2 separate regions of the Triticum aestivum genome follow, and region 2 is linked to region 1. A link is a contact called in public Hi-C data. All regions are on one chromosome and are shown on one strand. The core of a region is the stretch at or near the end of the contact, and the rest is flanking DNA. Distances in the headings are between cores, read along the strand shown. Region 1 holds the start of LOC123180725 (serine/threonine-protein kinase 38-like). Region 2 holds the start of LOC123180726 (protein ALP1-like).

Region 1 (7,740 bases), core at 66-2,565:
TTACATTATGGGACGGAGAGAGTAACTATCAACCATCCAAAATCCCTCAGCGAATCAGCTCGCCCCAACCTACACCGTAATTGCACGTCCCAAAGTTCAAAGATAGGCCGGTTCTTCTCGTGGCTGGCCATGCGGAACCGTTGCTGGACTTCAGACGCGCGCCGAGGACTCCCACACCAAACTACGTGCCCATTTTGCAACCAACAGGTCGAAACAATCAACCACATCCTCCTCACATGTGTCTTTGCGAGAACCTGTGGCTATGGATTTGGAGCGCTTGCGACGAGCCAAACCAAACTCCAGTGGCGGACGTGGAGTTGGTGGAGTGGTGCACCACGCGGGTTGCGGCTCAATGCTCACCAAGAGACCTAAAGGCGATTATCACGCTTTGCTTATGGGAACTTTGGGAACACTGTAACACCATAGTGTTCGACGGCGCATCCCCATCCCATCAACTAGCCTTGCGGAACATTAATCTTGAAGGACGGACACGGAAATCAGCGGGTCTACTAACTTTGAGTTTTTCTTCGGTGGTCTGAGTAGGCAGGCTAGCCGCGAGTAATCCCATAGTGATGTAACTATCTTGTGGTGGCTAGTGAGAGCCTTGTAAATCGGTTGTAAACCTTGTGGAGGTTTCTTGATTTCTTCACCCCTTTCTTCTGTAATACTCCCTCCTGTCTCAAAATAAGTGTCCGAGCTCACTTATTTTGGGACGGATGGAGTATATGATATGCACACTCATGCATATTCTAGAAAAGAAAAGGTTCAAAGATGGAGTAGCTCACAGTATAATCTACAGCCACAGTCTAGAACAAACTACCCTAAAAGTCGCCGAATTACAAGCTAGACATGCAGCGGAAACTACAGAGGACAAAAGTATAAACCCCCGAATCGCTGAGATATCCCCAATCCCTCGATCATCCCGACCCCCCGAGATCCAGGTACACCCGCACGCGGCCGAATAGACAAAATCGGGAGTTTCGGGACGGGAGGCCGGCGGTACCTCTCGTTGCGCTCCCGGAGATTCTTCATGCGCTCGCGGTAGTCGTTCTCGATGATCTTCTTCGCAGCCGCGACGCGCTCCATGGTGCGGCTGGACCCCACCGCCTCCTCCGCCAGCGGCTGGCTCCGGCCACCGCGCGCCGCCGTCTCGCTCTCCATGCTAACGCGCACGCCCGCCCGCGGCCCCGCGACCCGGCTCTGCTTCTCGCTGTCGCGAACTCGAAATTCTTTTAAAATTGTTTTCTCTCTTGGTAGTGCTAGTATGGTTTCTCTTTTGGCTTCGCCGACGCGGCTGCTTCTTGTTTGGTTAGTTTGAGGTTAGAGTTGAATAACCTGGTCTTTTTTAGTGGAGGACTACAGGCTGGAGACAGCTTTTCTTTCCTTTTTTTTAATATAATAATAATAATAAAACAGGCTGGAGACAGCTAGTGAGTAAATGGAGCACACCGAGCTTTATGGCAATTTTACACGATTGATTCGGAAGAAAAGGCAATTTTGCAGATACTATTCTATCTTTTCTTTTCGTGAAACACAATACCCATTGTGGCTCGGGAGGATTAGACATCGCCAACCGCACGCCCGGAAAAGTTGGATCGCTTGAGGCGATCAAGGAGGCGACTAAGGGTCCCTTGCGTGCCGTCGGTGACGCCGCCGGTTCCCTCTCTCTCCGTCGGCCGCTCCAACGGCGGGAGGGAGGGGGAACCTCGGGTCTGTTCACTAGGTGGGTATGTGGTAGGGTTAGGGTTGAGGGAGACGCTGCCGAGGCCGTTGCGGTGGTGTCACGTCGGAATAAGTTTCTCCGGGCTCCGTTCGCGGTTAGGCGAGGCTTTTGCCTTCGTCTAGGAGCCAGCGGTGTTGGGGATCCCCGGATCTCGTTGAGGTCGTGGGCTATGGTGGTTGGAGGTCCATCGGCACTGGCTGTTTGGATCCTCAGATGGGCGATGGAGGTAGGGAGACGAAGACCTTTCTTCTTCCTTGTTGGTACGATTTGTTGTTGCTGTTCTTCTCCTTCCTCTGCGCTGATGCTGGTGGGAGATCCTGCTTTGCCCGGGCGGATGGCCTGGCCGTGGTGCTGGACCGGTCGGATGACTCAAGTTCTCTTCCTTCCGGAAGGGACACTTTTTGCGGTACTCAAAGCCAAAAATGGCGACGGCTGTTGCAGGTGTGTTGGATTGATGTCCATGCCCTCTTAGCACTGGTGTCAAAAAAGGAGGAAGCAGCGTGGCAATTGTACCGTGGTCAAAGATGGTGACCTGTTTGCGACTGGTTGCAGATCCTTCTGCTGCAGGGGTCTTCTCTCAAGATTCAGGGATGATGACACAGGGCTCCAGAGATCTTCTTGTGTTATGGTTGTCTTAGGGTACTCTAGGTGTTCATGGTCCTTTGCTTTTGCGTTTCAGTGTGCTTGTAAGGGTCACCTACTATGTACTGATTCGTGATTTGAATGAACAATTTCTAAAAAAAAACACAATACCCATTGTATTTTAGTTTATTATAAATAGCAAGAGGGCAAGGAAAGACCCGATTACATTAGATACTTCCGCAAGGACCTGTTAAGGGCATGTCTAGATGTGTCCTAATTATTGCATATCTAAGTGATTTGATCAAGTATAAAAAAAGAAAAGAAAAAGAAATATCTGCATGTCTTGTTAAATCAAGGGATTTCTATTTATGTGCCCCCGGTTGCTTAGTTGTGCTCACTTTTGCCAAGACAACTAACTTTGCTTACTTTTGTCCTCCCCTCCACCACCAGCTCACAAAAGCCCGAACGTTGCACTATCGTCCGATCAAAGTCTTTGACCGTTACCTCCCGACTAGTTTTTTGTGTGTGTCTCCTCCTAACTAGATGGGTCGCCTGATATCCTGACATGTGGGGCGGGGGCAATTTACTTCAGGTGGGGCCTAGGCAGGTGGACGTCTCTCTCTCTCTCTCTCCACATTTCGAACAGCCCGTACCCGAGCCGTTCCCCACACAATCGTCGCTGCCACCGATAGCCGACGGAGCGACCGAAGAAAGGTTGCACCGTACGTACCCCTCCCTCCCCCCCCCGAACCCCTACCCACCCAGCACACCACCATCTCCCAATCTAGCCTGTAATCGACAGGAACCCTCGCCCACGGTGCACTGATCCGCTGCGTTCTGTGCCCCAGGCTTGTACTGGCTCAAGGGGATCTGGAGGGTGGACTTGCGGCAACAGATTGAGCTTCATAGGCTTGGGCAATGTCGAGGGACACCGGCCTCCATACCATCGACCGTGGGGAGGATTGGGGCGAACTAGGAGCAGCAGAGGACTCATGGATTCCGACTGGATAAGCCTCGAACCCCTTGAAATGTGTGATCTAACTCGATAATGTGCCTAGTATTAATTTGACCAATGGGCGCGTGAATTTCTGCCTACTTGACTAAATTATTGCCTGCCTAAGTATAGGATTGATCGAGCGCTTGCGTTTCGGCTCGCAGTTATAATGGAAACTAGCATCGTGCGGGGTACAAAAGCGCATCATTTGTCTGGATTTTGCTATCCAAAGGTAGTAGAAACAATTATTTCCTTTAAAGATTTATGCAACTCCCTCTGTTCTGATTATCCTTGGAGCCAAGCCGATGTTGTTGAACTGAAATATTTTGATAGTAGTGAGCAAAAGTTTGTGCCGCTAACGTGCGACAAGCATGTATAAAATCTTCTTGCTTTAATGCTCTCAGCCGTTTCGATAAAATTCAAATCAACGTACTTTGGCCTCCAAAAGAATGGGAAAAGGAAAGGGTGCGACACCTGATAACTCTGCTAATAGTGAGTGGTCCCGCACTCCTCGTAGATCAGGACCTGCTAAACCTAGTAGCAGTGAAAGCCGGACGAGTGATGTAGTGGGTGTAGAAGATGATGCACAGCCTGATGAGCCAGTGCCTCGTAACGATGACGAGGATGAGAGGATGTACCCTGAATTGGTTGATGAATTCAGCAAACAAGCAATGCAGGATTAATGCCCGGAGGAGCCAGTCGGCCCTGCTAGATTTGATGACACTGATATGAAGAGAAGGAAGAGAATGTTGACATGATGGTTCCAGATGAATACGCCGGTGAGGACATGCCAACAATTGCGTGGGACAGGAATGATCCTAAACTTACCCAAGGAACAATACTTGAATTGATGATGGACTGTCGAAATGCACTGACTACATACTGCATTCTCACTCAAAATGATTTTGTGATTGACAAGAGTGAACCCAGAAGATTGATGGTTCGCTATCCATATGAGAGGTGTAGGTAGAGGTTACATGCCTCCTGTATGCGTACAAGTAAATATAATTTTCATGTTAAATTGAACGCACATACGCACACTTGCCCACCTATAGGGGGGGAAGATCCAAACAACAAAATTAACAAAAACTAGGTGAGTGGCAGATGCAATCATGGATTGGCTTAGAGAGACACCAACACTTGGTCCTACAACACTATACAAGTTGTTGTTTGAGAAGTATAAGATGAGCATACCGTACATGTGGATTGTTTTATGCAAAGGAAATGGCTCTTGACGGAATTAATGGTCCATGAGATGATGGTTTTGCTTTGTTGTACACCTACAAAGCTGAAGTGGAGATGGCAAGTCCAGGCAGTGTTGTAGAGCTTGACAAGCATATTGTACAATACAAAATTAGGGGGAAGACATTTGAGAAGGAATGTTTCAGGAGGGCTTTTGTTTGTTTCAAGGGCTTGCTGGAAGGGGTTTCTAGATGGTTGCATGCCTTATTTCGTTGTGGATGCAACAACATTAGATGGATGATTTAGGGGACAACTAACAGATGCTTGTGTACTTGATGCACACAACTGGCTTTTCCCAATGGCATATGGTGTGTTGGAGATGGAGTCGGAGAAAAGTTGGGTGTGGTTTTTGAAGAATTTGCGCAACAATTTGTTGGGGAACGTAGCAATAATTCAAAAAAATCCCTACGTGTCACCAAGACCAATCTAGGAGATGCTAGCAACGAGAGAGAGGGAGTGCATCTTCATACCCTTGAAGATCGCTAAGCGGAAGCGTTACAAGAACGCGGTTGATGGAGTCGTACTCGCGGCGATTCAAATCGCGGAAGATCCGATCTAGTGCCGAACGGACGGCGCCTCCGCGTTCAACACACGTACAACCCGGGGATGTCTCCTCCTTCTTGATCTAGTAAGGGGAGAGGAGAAGTTGAGGGAGAACTCCAGCAGCACGACGGCATGGTGGCAATGGAGCTCGTGGTTCTCCGGCAGAGCTTCGCTAAGCACTACGGAGGAGGAGGAGGAGTTGGAGGAGGAGAGGGCTGCGCCAGGCAAGGGGTGCGGCTGCCCTCTCTCTCCCTCACTATATATAGGGGAAAGGGGGTAGGGGGCCGGCCCCTCTAGATGGATCTAGAGGAGGAGGAGGCGGCCAGGGGAAACCCTAGATGGGTTTGGGCGCCCCCACCCCCTAGGACACTTGCCCCCCAAGCCGGGAGGGGCGGCTGCCCTAGGGGTGGCGCCCCCACCTCTCCTGGTTATCTGAGAGGGGTTGGGAGGGGCGCACAACCCCTTAGTGGGCTGGTGTGCCCCCTCCCCTTGGCCCATAAGGCCCCCCAACGCTTGCCGGGGCCTCCGAAACACCTTTCGGTCACGTTGGTCGTCACCTGGTACTCCCAGAACAATTCCGGACTCCAATACCCTTCGTCCGATATATCGATCTTCACCTCCGGACCACTCCGGAGTTCCTCGTAACGTCCGGGATCTCATCCGGGACTCCGAACAACCTTCGGTAACCACATACTATTTCCCATAACAACTCTAGCGTCACCGAACCTTAAGTGTGTAGACCCTACGGGTTCGGGAACCATGCAGACATGACCGAGACGTTCTCCGGCCAATAACCAACAGCGGGATCTGGATACCCATGTTGGCTCCCACATGTTCCACGATGATCTCATCGGATGAACCACGATGTCGGGGATTCAATCAATCCCGTATACAATTCCCTTTGTCTATCGGTATGTTACTTGCCCGAGATTCGATCGTCGGTATCCCAATACCTCGTTCAATCTCGTTACCGGCAAGTCTCTTTACTCGTTCCGTAACGCATGATCCCGTGGCTAACTCCTTAGTCACATTGAGCTCATTATGATGATGCATTACCGAGTGGGCCCAGAGATACCTCTCCGTCATACGGAGTGACAAATCCCAGTCTCGATTCGTGCCAACCCAACAGACACTTTCGGAGATACCTGTAGTGCACCTTTATAGCCACCCAGTTACGTTGTGACGTTTGGTACACCCAAAGCATTCCTACGGTATCCGGGAGTTGCACAATCTCATGGTCTAAGGAAATGATACTTGACATTAGAAAAGCTCTTAGCAAACGAACTACACGATCTTGTGCTATGCTTAGGATTGGGTCTTGTCCATCACATCATTCTCCTAATGATGTGATCCCGTTATCAATGACATCCAATGTCCATGGTCAGGAAACCATAACCATCTATTGATCAACGAGCTAGTCAACTAGAGGCTTACTAGGGACATGTTGTGGTCTATGTATTCACACATGTATTACGGTTTCCAGTTAATACAATTATAGCATGAACAATAGACAATTATCATGAACAAGGAAATACAATAATAACCATTTTATTATTGCCTCTAGGGCATATTTCCAACAGTCTCCCACTTGCACTAGAGTCAATAATCTAGTTCACATCACTATGTGATTGTAATGAATCCAACACCCATGGGGTTTGTTCATATCTCGCTTGTGAGAGAGGTTATTAGTCAACGGGTCTGAACCTTTCAGATCCGTGTGTGCTTTACAAATCTCTATGTCATCTTGTAGATGCAGCTACCACGCGCTACTTGGAGCTATTCCAAATAACTGCTCTACTATACGAATCCAGTTCACTACTCAGAGTCATCCGGATTAGTGTCAAAGTTTGCATCGACGTAACCCTTTACGACGAACTCTTTTACCACCTCCATAATCGAGAAAATTCCTTAGTCCACTAGTTACTAAGGATAAGTTCGACCGCTGTCATGTGATCCATTCCTGGATCACTATTGTACCCCTTGACTAACTCATGGCAAGGCACACTTCAGGTGCGGTACACAGCATAGCATACTGTAGAGCCTACGTCTAAAGCATAGGGGACGACCTTCGTCCTTTCTCTCTCTTCTGCCGTGGTCAGGTCTTGAGTCTTACTCAATACTCACACCTTGTAACACAGCCAAGAACTCCTTCTTTGCTGATCTATTTTGAACTCCTTCAAAATCTGTCACGGTATGTATTCATTTGAAAGTACTATTAAGCGTTTTTGATCTATCCTTATAGATCTTGATGCTCAATGTTCAAGTAGCTTAATCCAGGTTTTCCATTGAAAAACACTTTTCAAATAACCCTGTATGCTTTCAGAAATTCTACATCATTTCTGATCAACAATATGTTAACAACATATACTCATCAAAAATTCTATAGTGCTCCCACTCACTTCTTTGGAAATACAAGTTTCTCATAAACTTTGTAAAAAAAACCCAAAATATTTGATCATCTCATCAAAGCGTACATTCCAACTCCGAGATGCTTACTCCAGTCCTTAGAAGGATTGCTGGAGCTTTGCATACTTGTTAGCATCTTTCAGGATTGACAAAACCTTCTGGTTGTATCACATACAACCTTTCCTCAAGAAAATCGTCGAGGAAACAATGTTTTGACATCCTATCTGCGAGATTTCATAAATAATGCAGT
Region 2 (7,191 bases), core at 792-3,291, 580 kb after region 1:
AAGAGTCTTGAGCTTTTGCCAATATGTGTCCTTAGCATTTTGAAGGTTCCACATCCTCTTGTCCTTGCCATGCCATTGTTGAACTGGTCTGAAATACACTAGGCAAAGGTATTAGTCTAACAAGATATATGTTGTCATTAATTACCAAAATCACCCAGGGAGCACTTGTGCTTTCAATCTCCCCCTTTTTGGTAATTGATAGGGGTGGAAACGAATCGGATGCGGATGGGATCGTACTCTTAGCACTTCCGTTTTCATATTTTCAAAACGAATACGGATGTTATCGGATACGGATGTGGCTCGAATATTATTCGAATACGGATACATATCGGATGTTTTCTTTATTCGGAACGGATACGAATAATATCGACATATTGCTTAAGTAAATTAGTCAATAGGTATGTGACATGCAATAATCAACTTGTGGCATACAATAAGTCAATGATAAATACATTTATGAATAAATACTACTGTAATGCACAATAATTTCTAAGTTTAATCATATAAAGAGTAAAATTTGACCACTTATTTGGCTTTTATGTTGGATAATTGGAATATTGGGGCTAGAACTTTAAAAATTACATCCCATAATCTTATTCGGATACGGATATATCCACTTCCATATCCATATTTGTGTCAAAATCTCCTACCATATTTTATTTTTTATTTGTTTAATAAATTCGGATACGGATAATTTCCATTTCCATTTTGGTTCGGATGCGGACGTTTTGGATACGAATAGCATTTTCTCGAATACGAATATCGGATATTTCGGATTATCCGCTACCACTTTCCACCCCTAGTAATTGATGACAACATACATCAAACCTTTAGATAACGATATGAAGAGTAACAAGTAAAGCTTTGGAAAGACATGTAACATGCATAGGCTTCCCTTACATGTATGCAATCATGTAAAGATAGAATATAAGAACATGTGAATACATAAGCATGTCAGAGCAAGCAATGAGTTAAATGTGTCTTTGCTATATGCATCAGAGCAAATAATGTAGATAAAAGGAAGTGTACCTTCATGTTCATAAATTCACTAGTAGGATGATAGAAGACACTACGGTGGATTAGAGCATGTCATAAAGCACATGAAGAGGGGGTCTATTCATGCCACTGGCAGGGCGTACCCATGTTCAGCTTCCTGGCGCACAAGACACCACGTGCAAAATTGATTCCATGGTAATTTTGTGTATAGTATAGTGTGTGACACCCTGTTTTTAGATATAAAGCTTGTGTGATTTTACACTGGGACGATCATTTTTTCTCTGGCTCTACCCCTGGCCACTGGCCAGCATCCGTCAACTCACCAGGACCTTTGTTGCGCCTTTGCTGGTTCATTGCTCTTTTGAGGTGAAGTTTGTTTTTTTCACCCGTTGCAACGCACTGACATTTGTGTTAGTAGTTAAATAAAAAGAAGAGCATGCCGTCACAAAAACTTGACCGCAACATTTTTTAATCCGGAAAAGAAAAACATTACGGTAATCCGCTTCTTTCTAGAACCACAAGGCGAGTAGTTTTGTAGTGTTCCCGCAAAAAAAAAAGAGTAGTTTTGTAGTGCACGGTGGCGATCCGGTTGACGCGTAGGCACCCATAGAAAAAGACTAGCCGGCCATACAATCCAGGGGTCGTGACAAAAGAAACCCGCGGAAAGAGAAAGAGCCGTCACGGACCGGTCAGTCCACCACTCCACACGGCAGTACGGCCAGGCAGCCCCCAAATCAGTCCACCACACCACAGACGATATTTTCCTTCCCATTTTCCCCTCTATAATAGAACCCCGTTTCGGTGGGACCCGGCAGCGAATCGCAGCCCACCACTCTAGCAGCTCTACTCGGCTCGGCCACTCGCTTTCCTCCCCCCTCCGTTCTCCCCACCCGCGTACGCCGCGGTACAACGCCACACACGCGGGCGAGCGACGGCCTTCCGCGCGCCTTCTCCGCCTCATAATTTTAGTCTCCCGTCACGCGTACCGCGTCCCCAGCTCCCCCCGCGGCCCCATACCTATATATGACTTCGCCCCCGCGCTTCATCACACCTCAACCATCTCCTCCTCCTCCTCCTCCTCGTCGATCATATATCCTCCTCATCCCGCGTCTCACTGAAGCACCCGACTGCCAGTACTGTACTTCGGAGTGCCGCCGCCGATCGAGCTAGCTCCGCCAGCCAAGACTCGACGAGACCGATCGGATCATGAGCACCTACCTCACGCCCTTCACCCCTCTTCCATCGCTCTTCGACGGCCCAGCAGCTGCCGACGACCACTCCTCCCTCCTCGCCTTCCTCATGAACGACGACCTCGCCGCCGCGCCCGACGTCTTCCCTTACTACGGCGGCGCCGAGGCCGCGCCAGCCTTCTTCGGACACGCCGCCGCGCCGTTGCCACCGCCGGCCGCGGCGCCACCAGCGGAAATGACTGGTCAAGGAAGGAAGCGCGGCTTCGTCCCCGCGGGAGACGACGGCTCGTCGCGGCCGCCGGCGGTCAGGAGGAAGGTGCAGGGCTCGCCGCCCACCTCGCCTGCCCACAGCGGCGGCGACGCAGCGCCAGCGGCAAGGAGCGGGGGCCGGCGGGTGTGGGTGAGGGAGCGGAGCACGGAGTGGTGGGACCGCCTCAGCGGCCCGGCGTGCCCGGACGCCGAGTTCCGCCAGGCCTTCCGCATGTCGCGCGCCACCTTCGACGCGCTCTGCGACGAGCTCAGCGCCGCCGTCGCCAAGGAGGACACCGCGCTGCGCGCTGCCATACCCGTGCACCAGCGCGTCGCGGTCTGCCTCTGGCGCCTCGCCACCGGGGAGCCCCTCCGCGAGGTCTCCCGCCGCTTCGGTCTCGGCATCTCCACCTGCCACAACATCGTCCTCCAGGTCTGCGCCGCCCTCACCGCCGTCCTCCTGCCCAAGGCCGTCCGCTGGCCACTGGAATCCCCCGCCGCCAGGTTCCAGGCCCTGTCCGGGTTCCCCGGCGTCGTCGGCTCCGTGTACACCGACCACATCCCCATCGGCCCACCCAAGGACAACGTGGCCGAGTACTACAACCGCCGCCTCACGGAGCGGAACAACAAGGCCTCCTACTCCGTCGCCGTGCAGGCCGTCGTGGACGCTGACGGCGCCTTCACAGACGTGTGCATCGGCCTCCCTGGCTCGCTGTCCGACGCCGCCGTGCTCGAGAGGTCCGCGCTGCACGCCCGCTGCGAGACCGGCATGCTCGGAGACGACCAGTGCCGGCTGGTGGGCGGCGCGAGCTACCCGCTCACGGACTGGATGCTCGTGCCGTACGCGCACCAGAACCTGACATGGGCGCAGCACGCCTTCAACGAGCGCATCGCCGCCGCGCGCGCAGCAGCACAGGGCGCCTTCCAGAGGCTCAAGGGGCGGTGGCGCTGCCTGCAGCGCCGCACCGAGCCCAAGCTGCCGGACCTCCACAACATGATCGGTGCCTGCTGCGTGCTGCACAACTTCTGCGAACGCAGCGGCGAGGAGCTCGACGCCGACTTCCAGTCCGAACTCTCCCAGCAGGACGACGCCGACGTGGTCGCCGCTGCCAATCCAGTGCTGTCCGCAGCGGCCGACAAGGAGCGGGACAGGATTGCTCACGACCTCCTCCATGGCGGCCACCCCAGCGTTACATTCCTCTAGGGGTCTGTTCACCATGTCAAAACGCGGGCTTCTGTAATGTGATGAGCTACTGATCTTCCATGAAAGCATAGGAAGAATCCCAGTTCAGGACATACAGCTTTCGGATGGGATTAGGATTATTTTTTTCATGCTTGTTCCAAGAGATATTTAGAAGGCACTGACAATGATATCAGAAAACGTAGCGCATTCAAATCTGATGTAAGTATCATAATGTGGAAGGAATTTACAATATTCATTTGTCCATACCCATGTCATTCAGTAATACTCAATCACTACTACAGACCAAATTGGCTAACATTTTAAATGCCAGTTTATCATCATGTGATAGATACATCTCAATTTCTTGACTGGTATGTACAAGGCACAAGCAGAATTGCCCCAGCCAGATCTTGTTTGCTAGACAGCAAGACCTGCAACAAGGTCTTGGATACAGTAATCTTACAAGCACCATTCTGTGAGGTGTGTTCTAGTTGGAAATTTGACTCTCACTTGTTACACTTGTGTAAATTCCAACGCGTTTCCATCCGGGTCTCGTGCAAAGATCGCTGGTCGCCCGGATTTGCTGAGCGTGTAGCTGATTCCTGCATCATGGTCAAGGTGTAGAAGGTCATTGTGTTGTCGGACAATGGACAATAGAGAAATTTTGTGAGGCTAATTACAATCCAGCATAATGAATTGCAAAAGTGCAATGCAACATTATAAAGTCATAGTAGGTGCCGCGGTAATGTCAACTAAGAGAATTAAGTTCTATCATAAAACATGGAACAGTGAGTCTTTTTGTTCTCATGTCAAAGAGATGGGAATGTAGGTGCTAAAGTCATGTGGACATAATATGCTCGAGATCCATAGAAATCAATTGACCAGTCTTTTAAAAGATTATCTGATCAACATCACTGTTCAAGTGTTGAATCAACTATAACATCAGACCGCACTTTTGACACCTTTCAACAATTTCTACAGAATGGTTATTTTAAATCCAGGACAGGTTTTTCCAGAGTCAAGACACCTATAACTTTACCCTCAGAGGTTTTGATTGCCATGTCTGTCACACAAATAGCCTGACTACGGCAACACTTACAAATTTAGGCAGAACCATAACATACTATGGATAACTTCACTCTATTAACAGTAATTTACAGATACAGTTGAGACAATGAATATGTATATCTCTGCAACCATATCTACCAAGGCAAGCGCCATCCTGCAGTTTTATAAGTTCGATTTTTAGTACTTGTACTACCAATCCATGGGTTTTCATGGGTCACTTTAGAATTTAATACTCCCTCCGATCCATATTACTTGCCACACACTTAATACAACTTTGTACTGAAGTTGTACTAAGTGGGTCACAAGTAATATGAATCTGAGGGAGTTTTTTTTTATCCATGAGTAAGTATACAGATCCTTGTGGAGCTTGTGTGTTTAGTTGTTGAATTGTTGAAACTTTGTGCTACTCACCGCAGTAATGTAAGGTTAAATGCTCTACTAGCGGTTACCGTTATTGGTGGCAAGTAGAGGAAAAATGTATGTGCACACTGTAGCCAGTGTCTGTTGTACACAGCAGAAAAAAAATAGAGTTGGAATTCAGATATACCAGCTTTGTCAAAGATTTCTTTCAACTTCAAGACATCTCTGATTGCTATACAGGTATGACGATCACGCCCACCATGCTCTGGGCGTCCTGTCAGTGGATCTGGATTTGGCAGCTCCATCAAGTGGATCATCTCAGAACCAACCCAGAGCCAAGCACCTCTGTACGGAAGCTTGTCATTTGGCCTAGCAGGATTCACCTTAAGACCTGAATGATCAACAGTATCATTTTACTTTATAAGCAGTGCATATACATGTGAAACATATACAACTCGCAGATAACTCACCAAGGAGGTCCTGGTAGAATGCCATCGACCTTTCAAGATTTTCACATAGTATTCCAACATGGTGCATACTAACAACTCCATAGTCAGGTTCTGCGTTTGACATCAGAAATGATTTCATTCAGACACTAAGGAATAATCATGGAACTTTGACCCAAAATGTGTTGTTCTGTTATCTTGAGGTAATGGAACCCAGCCTTTCTATGTCGTATGAAGAAGAAATGACATTGACACAAAAACTTGCTTAGCAACGATACGAATGCAGAGTACTCTTATGACATTATGCAAATTAAGCTCTTGGTAATTTTCCTTGCACATAGAGATCAAGACCTACCTGCCACTTATCTGCATGTACTAACATATTACTCTATGACATGCAAGCAAATTCTAGTGAGCACCCATAATTTCAGAAAAAATGAACACCGTGAATGCAAATATCAACCAAGGTTGGTCTGGTCAGCAACCCTGGCTAGCTTAGATTGTTAAGCCAAAAATCTGGCTAGTTACAGTTTTGCTACTTCAGTACCAGCTACTAAAAAACATGTCATAGTTTGGGTTTTAATGCCTAACATATTGATATACTGCTCCTTTCAGAGAACTAATTCTAAAGCTGTTGCTTGTGTCGTTGTATACTCTACTCTCAACTGCTCCTCAGAACCTCCATCGAAAAATGCAAACACAGGTAGCCTCTGGGATTGGATCTGCAACCTTAGAATTAGTACTAACTAGAACTAGATCTAAATTCTTTTAGACCATGGTACTGATCTAACTAGTACTCCTACTAGTCGTATCGATGTAATTGCAGAGAGAGGATTTCTTGGACAGTCCAGGCCCAAACTGAGGCAGCAAAACATTTTTCCTCCACGACCAAACGTCGCCAATGTTTTCACTCCGCAGATTCAGTAACGCAGAAATTAAATACTAAAGAAACAATCTTTGCACTCCATACAGCCTAAAGTACATCTCGTCTACACAGATGTGCTATCAGTACTAGATAGGAACAAAAAAACAAAAGTACTACGATAGGAACATAAAAAACTTGCCCTGGGACTGCTCCTTGGCCGTCAGGGCCTGCTCACCGCCGGTGGCCACCGACATGTGAGTCCGGATCCGGCGGTGCGCGGCAGCAGAGGGAGTGTGATGCGCTCTGACCACAGCGCAGGCCTTTCCGGAGCCGGATGCGGAGAGGAGAGGGAGAGAAGAGAGGCACCTCATCGCCATTGTGGCCTTCCCAAGAACAAGTCCGATTCGGCTCCGTGCGTGGGCTTTCTGGGCCTGTATTTTTGTGTGGCTCCAGCCTTCTCACCTTTTACTGTCTCTTTCAGGGTTTTTTTTTTCTGGTTTTCTTTTTGGTGCGGATGGGATTAATTGCACGCCTCAAATTTCTTCTTTTCTCTCCAAAAGAATCATTCCTTGAATTTCATGATGCCGGCAAATAGTAGGACAATGATCATTTTTCTATTTTATTTTTAACATTTCTTTCAAATTTATTTCCTCATGTGATTTAAACTATTCCTCTACACAATTAGTTTATCCGTTTATATTGACATTGTGCTCGTGGAGGTTATTCAATGGTCTAACCTAGAGGGGCAAATGAGTTTTGAACAATCTAGACTAAACTCGGCTTAGAGCGAACGCAAATTGACTTGAGATCCCGGAGGTGGAAGAAGACTTGTGC

Evidence for each region. A called contact is a pair of places that touch in the nucleus more often than the background predicts.
Region 2: a Hi-C map of leaf shows a contact between it and region 1, with 6 times the contacts expected there. The contact joins the promoter of LOC123180726 here to the promoter of LOC123180725 in region 1. A contact is called at or near these places in 2 of 5 Hi-C or Micro-C datasets (both in leaf).

Annotation. Positions count from the first base shown.
Region 1 is chr1D:126,161,303-126,169,042 of IWGSC CS RefSeq v2.1, forward strand. LOC123180725 (serine/threonine-protein kinase 38-like) reads right to left here and starts at 1,316. Exons shown (of 13, transcript XM_044592841.1): 1 at 1,004-1,316. The coding sequence starts at 1,161.
Region 2 is chr1D:126,741,326-126,748,516 of IWGSC CS RefSeq v2.1, forward strand. It overlaps LOC123180726 (protein ALP1-like), which reads left to right and starts at 2,042. Exons shown (of 1, transcript XM_044592843.1): 1 at 2,042-3,882. The coding sequence starts at 2,203. The coding sequence ends at 3,639. It overlaps LOC123180727, which reads right to left and starts at 6,815. Exons shown (of 4, transcript XM_044592844.1): 1 at 6,557-6,815; 2 at 5,517-5,606; 3 at 5,234-5,437; 4 at 3,807-4,220. The coding sequence starts at 6,734. The coding sequence ends at 4,132.